Regions from separate parts of the Mus musculus genome. Here region 2 is linked to region 1. The links are chromatin contacts, called in public ChIA-PET maps. All regions are on one chromosome and are shown on one strand. The core of a region is the stretch at or near the end of the contact, and the rest is flanking DNA. Distances in the headings are between cores, read along the strand shown.

Region 1 (4,271 bases), core at 1,029-3,528:
TCCAAACGTCTGCCCAGACCTGCTTGCCGAGGGAGCAAGCAGTGAGCGGCTTGGCATCCCTTCAGTCCTGCTAGCACAAAGCCAAGGATGTTCCCGTTCCGTTGAGCTTACCATCTAGTGGGTAGAAACGGAAATAAATCAACCACAGGTTGATCTATAGCAAGGGAAACTGAGGGACCGAGGGAAGGCAAGGGAGAGGAAGCCTGAGCAAGGGTCAGGGGAAAGGCAGATTAGGAGGCAGAATATGGACCGGAAGGAAAAGGGGCAAGGTACCATGTGGACTGCGGCATGAAAAGCAAAGGCCTTGAGGTCAGTGAGCACTCAGGGAGGCCAGTGTGACTACAGCCAGGAGTGGGGGCAACTCCAGGGGAGAGGAGAGGAGAGGAGGAGCCAAGGATGCCAGGCCCTGCAGGTTATGGACCGGCCTTTGATTTCCCTCTGGTATGGGATGCCCTGCCGGTATCCACTGCCAAGATTAAATAACAGCTTGTAGTCCATTAAAATCAACTTACACTCTTTTCCTCCGTTCGATAGATACACACAGCAAACTGGAACAACAATGACACATTATCTAACTATGTCACAAGAAGTCAGCTCTGGAAACTGCGGGGCAGAGGAGCTGCAGACAGACACAGGTATGGCCCAGCATCTAGAGCCTTCAGGAAGGAGGCAAATTCTTCTTGACAGGACTGTGCATCTAGAACTCATCTCTACACTGGAAGCCCTTAGGCCCTTCCTATAAGCCAGGGGAGAGGGGATGAAGCTGTTCTTTGATAGCTGACCTGGTGGGCGTCTGAAACCCACAGTAGATACCTGATGGCAGACCTCGCCTACCTACGTTGTGTGATGTCTTCTGTTCTGTTTTGGTTTGGGTGCTGAGATCAAACCCAAGGTTTTGTGCATGCCAGATATGCATGTTGTGTTTTTAGTTTAGACTCCAAGTGCCATGGAGACCTCTGTGCCAGCTTAAAAAAGGAGTCTACCTCAGAGCTATAGGAGAAAGAACCCATAGCTCGGGATCTGAGAGTCCTGAACACAGGGCCCATGAGCCAAACAATCCCGCCACGGCCCTCGGCTGGGTGGCCTTCACCTTCAGTGGCCACAGTGGTCAGCTTGGCTGCGAGCCCTCCCCCCACCCCCCGCCCCGACCATCCGGCAGGACCCAGGCTGGCTGGCATCTCAGAACCTTTCCCCCAGGTTGCACCTCTGACTCAGTGGCTTCATGCCTTCGGCATGTGGCATGTGTTATAGCACACACGTGGAGGTCATAGGACAGCTTTCGAGAATCGGCTCTTGCTTTGGACCTTGTTGAGGAAGGTTCGTATGATGCTGCCTTTGCCTGGTATACTCCAGGAGAGTATGGCATATGCCAGTGTCCACGTGCTTCTTCCTCCTGCCTCCCATCGTGCCAAGGGGTGCTGGGATGGGATTACAACATTTGGCTTGGTGGGTCTCTGACATCCACAAGTACCTTTCCTGGCTGCCCCTACCAAGCTGAATCTGACCTTGCTCTCCTGATCCTTCAACTTGAGTGCTGGGATTACAGGTCTTTGCAAAGACCAGGTTTCTCTAGCTAAAGCCTCCCAGAACATTTCAGTGAAGTGTTTTCTTTAAAAGGCAGACATAGCCAGTGGTTTTATAAAAATAACACACGCCTTTAATCCTCAGAAGGTAGAGGCAGGCTGATTTCCGAGTTCCAAGCCAGCCTGGTCTACAGATGGAGTTCTAGGACAGCCAGAACTACACAAAGAAACCCTGCCAGGAGAGAGAGAGAGAGAGAGAGAGAGAGAGAGAGAGGATTTTTGTCAACTGGACACAGCTTAGACACACCTGGGCAAAGGCAGTCTCAGTTGAGGAATTGCCTCCATCAGACTGGCCTGTGAGCATGGCTCTGAGGTATTTTCTTGACTCCTGATGACATGGGGAGGGGGGGATACAGCCCCCTAAGGGTTGCTGGACAAGCCAGTAAGTCAGCAGTATTCTTCCACAGTCTCTGCTTCACTCCTGCTTCTAGGTTCCCACCTTGAGCTCCCGTCCTGATGTCCCTCAGCTGTGATGGGAACGTGGAAGCTAAATAAGCCGTCTCCTCTCCCACGTGGTTTCCGTCTGGGCTCTAATGCAGTGACAGAGAAGCAAATTAAGAATGGAACAGAAGAATTCTAGAGCAGGACTGAGAAAGCAGAAGTTAGCTCATGAGTAACTGTGAGATCTTAGGAAGGCACTTGATCTCCGGGGCCCGGGTTTCCCCTCTTGCACAGCGGAAATATGCCGGTGAGCCCCACCCTGCCCCTTGGGAGCTGTGAGGGGAAGCCCTCTCTGGTAAGGACCCTGCAGCCACCATGCCACAGGCCTGCACTGGGGACACTTAGAATCTAAACAGTGCCCTGTTACTTCAGAAGGGACCAGCCTGGCTTCCCTAGGTGGGAAGGATGGTGGTAACTCAAGGCCAGCAGGATCGGTTGATGTAAACAAAAATTACAGCTGCCTTGAAATGTCAGAGGCAGCCCTGGGGTGTGGCATGAGCTTTCTCACCCTTTGCCCTGCTAAGCTGACTGATCTGTGTCATCTGTTCACTCAAGAGCACCTTCTGAAGAACTTCTGCCCCACAGGCCTCAGCTCAGCCACAGGAAGGCGTCCCAAATGTCCCAGCCCCTCACCATCCACACGATGTTTTCCAAACTGTCCAAAGGCCATCAGTTAAGTGGGTGTGACCAGCATCTTTAGAAGGAGGAGGAGAAAGAGAAGAAATAGGGGGAGGAGGAGGAGGAGGGGGGGAGGAGGAGGAGGAGGAGGAAGAGGGGGAGGAGGAGGGGGAGGAGAAGGAGGAGGGGGAGGAGGAGGAGGAGGAGGGGGAGGAGGAGGAGGAAGAGAAGGAGGAGGAGGAAGAGGAGGAGGAGGAGAAGGAGGGGGAGGAGGAGGAGAAGGAGGAGGAGGAGAAGGAAGAAGAGGAAGAGGAGGAGGAGGAAGAGAAGGAGGAGGAGGAGGAGGAGGAGGGGGAGGAGGGGGAGGAGGAGGAGGAGGGGGGGGGGAGGAGGAGGGGGAGGAGGAGGAGGGGGAGGAGGAGGAGGAGGGTGAACTCCAGGAAGAACCTCCAGCTTTGCTTCAGCATGATATACATGGGTATGTTTAAGCATCCAGAGATGCAGCTCTCACTGTGGGTCCTAATGAAGAAGCCTGCAGGCCACCAGACTGTACATAAAACCCAACTGTCATGGGAATGAGGTCTATGAAATCATATAGTTTAAAAGCTCACACCTGGGCCAGTTAGTGGTGGCACACGTTTCTAATCCCAGGACTCAGAAGGCAGAGGCAAGCAGATCTCTGTGAGTTCGAGGCCAACCTGGTCTACAGAGCAAATTCCAGGACAGCAAAGGATATACAGGAAAAACCCTGTCTCAAAAGCAAACAAAAAACCCACACCTGCTGATGGTTCTTCCACAAGCACTGCAAAGTGGAAGGTCATTGGCCCTGAACTGACACACAGGTAGGAAGTTGGGAAGTTTGTCACATTCAAAATTAAATGAAAGAGCCAGGGATATATATGGCTCAGAGGTTAAAGGCACTTGTCACTAATTTAACAATTCTGAAGATCTACATAGTTCCCCTGAATTCAATCTCCTCTACATCATATGTGGTATGTATACACACACACACACACACACACACACACACAAATGTAATTTTAAAAAATGACAGTGGCCAGGAGAAGGTTCAGTCAGGAAAGTGCTTTTAATCAAGCATGAGGGCTTGAGTTTGGATGCCCAGTGCCGCCGACACTGTCAGGGGCAGCAGTACAAGCCTGATATCCCAGACAGAGGAGGCTCCCTGGGGGTCCCCTGGGGGCTCCCTGGGAGCTCCCTGGCCTGCCAGTCTAGCCAAATGAGCAAGCTTTGGGTTCAGAAGGGGAGATTATCTCAATAAGATGGAAAATAGTTGAGGAAGATACCCAATGTTGATCCCTGTCCCCACATGTGCATGTTCATGGAAATACACATGTGCCACACATCGAAAAAAAAAACAGAGGAAAGAAAATACCTAATGAGACAGAGGACCTAGGGTCCATTTCACTGTTGTCTCCAGAAAGCCAAGGTCTTGAAAGCCTGGAGCAGGAGGCCATTGTCACCATTCATGGTGGAACGTCCTGGGTGCCCTCAGAATAGCTGGTTAAGTGGACTGTATGTGACAAAGCCAGTGGGTGGAAGAGGGAGTCGCCCACCCACACCAAAGTTCTAATCAGGCTGCACAGCAGAGCCCTTCCATCAGGAGACTCT
Region 2 (4,271 bases), core at 890-3,389, 530 kb before region 1:
TGCCGCTTTGTCCTCAGCTCCTGGTCTAGGAGAGACCCTGCAAGGCCCCAGCTCAGCCTTGGAGGGGCCCAGGCTTCCTCTCTGTTAAGTTCACCAAGTGGGGGAGGGGCAGATAGCACCCCATCCCCTAGGCTGCTCCTGATCAAGTAACAGCACCTGCTGGTGTAGGCTCCACCCAGAGGCCAGGCTAGGCCAGAGGCCTGGTCAGGGCACTCGTGCAGCTATCTGTCCATCAGTACAAACAGGAAAACTCCAGGGGTACTTAGGGGGCGAGCCTGAGGTTATTGGGGCAACTTGTCTCCTGGCCAGAGTGGGCTCTTGGGCAGTGACCCAGAAACCAGAGCTCCGGCCCTGGAGCACTGACGCATACCTGTGGTGTGCGCATGTCTGAGTGGCAGGAGAGTCGGGCCTTTGGGGTTTCCTTGTGCAGTTCTCAAGGATCCCTAGGAGCACAATCGGGGAACTCCTGCGTTTACCCGTTTACCCGGAAGAGGACTCAGAGTTATATATGGGCCCAGCAGCCTAAAGCTGAGAGGAACTGCCATTTTCAACATCACTGCTTCTACACTGTCCACAGGCAAAACCTTCTCTGGGGCTTCACAGAAGACCCGGGCTAGGGGCCAGCTCAGGATGGCCACAACAACAGGGACAAGGAAGTAGCAAGAGCTGTTCACATATATCAGGGAAGGGGTGTCCCCCAGAATACACTTCAATGGATAGAGCCCGCCAGGCGCTACGGTACATGCATTGGGTGCCCATTACACCCCAGCCCCAGATGGAACATGCAGGCACTTTCTAAAGAGACAGGATGAGGGGGCGGGGGACTTTGAGACCTGATATCCCAGGGCAGAGCCTGGTAGCTCTGAGGGTGTGTGTTTTGTGGGCTGGGGCCTTGCAGGGTCTTGGTGGAGCTTCCATGGTAAAGGTCTGGTGACCAGACCTAGAAACTCAGAAACTGCCATAGGCAGGGATGACAGCCAGACAGCCACAGGATGAGGTGAGGCACAGACCATAACAGCGCCCTACACCTTTGTCTCAGGCAGGAGCCAGCAGGAGCCAGGAGTATTGGGGCTGCCTTGGTCTGGGCTTCTGGGCTCAGTCAGGTAGGGCTGTTGCTGAAATTCCTTCCCGAGGAGAGACTCAACATCGTCCCCTTCTCTTTCGGTCCTAATGACAGACAAATCACGCCACGACTCTGCCAAAGTTCACTCTAGGGAACCACGAAGTTTATCGGCTTCCTTACAGAACACGGGTGAGGGCCCCTTACAGGGATGTGAGCGCTCCTCTCCCAACAGGGTGTAACTGGAAAGCCTTTCCCAGCAGGAGCAAGGAGGCCCTCTCCCGCGTCCCTGATCTATATACTAAAGCCGCTCCTGAGGCCAATTAAGGCAGATGGCTACTCAGATAAGGGGCTCCTGATTCTCGCTGCCCTTCCAGGAGTAACAGTCAACAATCCCAGCTGGGGCAGTCATTTTGCAGGGTGCAGGGTGTGGCGGTTGCTTGTTTCTAAGGATAACCATGCACAGCCTGGCGTAGTGGCGTACGCCTTTAATCCCAGCACTCGGGAGGCAGAGGCAGGCAGATTTCTGAGTTTAAGGCCAGCCTGGTCTACAAAGTGAGTTCCAAGACAGCCAGATCTATACAGAGAAAACCTGTCTCAAAAAAACCCAAAACCAAACCAAACCAAAACAAAAAAAGGATAACCATGCACAACAGGGAGCCCCTGTGGAAGGCCTGATGGAGGCATGGGCCCACACACAGGTCAGATCCTGGACTCAGGGTGTCCTCCATGCTCCCCTCTCTGAGGGTGCAGACGCAGGAGTGCACGAGAAAGTCCAGAGTGGCTAGACACAAAGGCAGAAGTCGAGGTAGTGGGTAGGGCAAGTTGGTCACCCCCAGACAGGCTGCAAGAGTCCTGGTGAGGGGCTGGCCAGTGGCCACATTTAGCATTGAAGGGCCCACAGCCAGTTGCCTGATTTCCTGCAGAATCCATAGCAGAAGCAGGAAGGCAGGGACAAGGAGACACTGGTGCTCCATCTCCCTCCCCAAATGTCCGTCCCCTTCCTTGTTGCCTAGTGCCCTGAATGTCCACTGCTCCTGTAACTTAGCAACGAGCCTCTGTCGCCCCCACTGTCTCCACCCCACAGCTGGCCCTACCACCCACAATGGGTGCCTGCATTCCTCAGCAAGGCCAGGACCTCAGCAGGCCCAGGCTTTCTGAAGAAGCCAGATTGGGGGAGGATGCTTATTTACCCCGTGTGTGTGTGTGTGTGTGTGTGTGTGTGTGTGTGTGTGTGTGTGTGTGTGTGTGTGCTGTAGCTCAGAGTGGCCAGTGATCAGTGTGACAAGAGGCTGACCCAGCAGGCTGCCAGGCCCTTGCTTCCCACCAGGGGTTGGCTCCTTGCACAGTACTACTTCCTGTGGTAACTGCACACAGTCTTCAGAAATCTCACCACATTCCTGCTTCCCCGTGACCCCATTGACACCCTCACTCTGGGCAAACACAACACTGAAACAGGATGTGGCTGCATAGATGCCTTAAAGTGGGGTTGAGAGAGACTGCCAAGTGCCAAATTAGTCTGACAGGTACACGGGCTGGTCAGGATGCTCAGAGAAAGGCAGGGGATGGGAGAGTTCCCCAGTGCACAAATCAGAATGCAGAAAGTGGGCTTCTGGCAGGGCACAGCTCTTGCCTGCATTCAGTGCTCAGAGGCAGAGAAGACTGTAGGTTCCAGCCAGTCTAGTCTCCATAGGGAGCCCCCCCACATAAACACATTCTTTCAGGAGGGACAGACCAGACCTGAAGTTGGCAGATGGGCCACAGAGGTTCTAAGAGGGACCAGAGCCTCCAGCATTGACCAGAGAGGCCAATGTGGGTGAAGGGTAGCTCCAGGTCCCTTCTGCAGGCTCTACTCTGCAAGGCTAGGATGCTTTGATGTTTGATCCTGACTTACTTGGAGGAGAGGAAGATGGATGAACATGGTGACCTGTGCTGGGGACAGGGCCACCCCAAGCTTTGCTGTGGTCCCAGTGATGAAGGACTGGAGATCCTGGAGTTCACCAACTAGAGGGACTCCTGATGAGAGTGAGGCTTGGAGCAGGGATTGCTGGGAGTGATTACCACACAGGAGCCACAGGGGAGGGAAGCGCCTAAGGAGCTGCTCTTGCCTTCCCAGACCTGCCCAGCATCAGGTCAGGGCCTGGCTTGCTATGTCTCTACCAACCCCCATGTCACCCTGCACCCAGGTTATTCTGAGGCAACCCTCAGCCACTATATCCTCCCACAAACACCATAAGCACCCTGAGAAAGTTGGCTTTCAACACTCAGGAATCAATCTACTTCAGGTTGGGCAGCGGCGGTGGCAGCTGTGGCGCACACCTTTAATCCCAGCGATTAGGAGGCAGAGGCAAAACAAAACAAAACAATTAATTTCAAGTTTCCCGGTAGATGCCTTATGAAAGAAAGCACGTGGACACAACATGGTGGAGAATATTATTTGGGAGGCAGAGTCCTGAGGGTCTGAGATATACCAGACCCCTCTAGGTTTGACTTTTTTGAGACAAAGTTTTCTCCATGGCTATCCTGGAACTCTGTAGACTAGGCTGGCCTTGAATCCATCCGTGTCTGCCTCCTGGGTGCTGAGTTTAAAGGTGTGCACCAACACGTCTCTGGCTAAGGCTCTGTCTCAAAAACCCAAGCAAAAGACCAGCTGGTTTGTTCACCTTGGGACTATGAGGTCCTTGCATGGCAGAGCATGCAGGCTCTCTACAGGGTCCCCAGTGCCTTTGCAAGATGGAGCCAGCAGCAGATAGCAATCCTGAGAAGTGTCTGAGGGGCTCCAAGGTGCTTCTCTCCAGACTGAACGACCAAGCAGTTCTGAGTGACAACAGCCTCAGGAGCAATGGGTCTCTCATAAGTTAATAACTGCTTACTGTCTGGAGAAACACAGACTAGGAAAGCTCGTTTGAGGAATTCCAGGTCTTTCCACAGAGGCTGCCAGGCTTAAGCCTTCTGATGGTTAGTTAGTAGAGCTGGTGTGGGTTCCTGGGCCTGGCAGAGGGTTTCTGGGTGGGACATGTGAGTACTTCGGTGGATGCTTCATGCCAACAGTGAACGAGGCTGTGGCTTTTCCTGCTGCCTGGCGTGAGATTCACCCTGTGACCTAAGAAGCTCTCAGAAGCAAACACTTGTGCAGGAGGGGCACATCGGTTCAGGCGGCACCTCTCACAGGGATAGGCCAGGATGAACTAGGTATTGGCAGCACGCCCAA

Evidence for each region. ChIA-PET counts read pairs in DNA pulled down with a chosen protein or histone mark.
Region 2: a contact with region 1 is called in an RNA polymerase II ChIA-PET map of memory CD8 T cells, with 42 read pairs. The contact joins two enhancer-like sites. A contact is called at or near these places in 1 of 39 promoter capture datasets (liver) and 2 of 115 datasets of contacts at active chromatin or transcription factors (memory CD8 T cells and pancreatic cancer cells).

Annotation. Positions count from the first base shown.
Region 1 is chr12:111,158,123-111,162,393 of GRCm38.p6, reverse strand. It overlaps 4930595D18Rik (RIKEN cDNA 4930595D18 gene), which reads left to right. Exons shown (of 4, transcript NR_130987.1): 3 at 535-635; 4 at 2,015-2,544. Among named protein-coding and RNA genes, the nearest start is that of Traf3, 6.1 kb to the left of the region's middle. Within about 2 kb of position 2,278, at least 153 of the 459 cell types and tissues checked have an H3K27ac peak or open chromatin away from gene starts, as enhancers often do. A contact at or near this core is called in memory CD8 T cells, where this site is marked.
Region 2 is chr12:111,689,624-111,693,894 of GRCm38.p6, reverse strand. No RefSeq gene overlaps it. Among named protein-coding and RNA genes, the nearest start is that of Gm51961, 3.0 kb to the left of the region's middle. RefSeq lists an enhancer at 1-1,924. Within about 2 kb of position 2,139, at least 131 of the 459 cell types and tissues checked have an H3K27ac peak or open chromatin away from gene starts, as enhancers often do. A contact at or near this core is called in memory CD8 T cells, where this site is marked.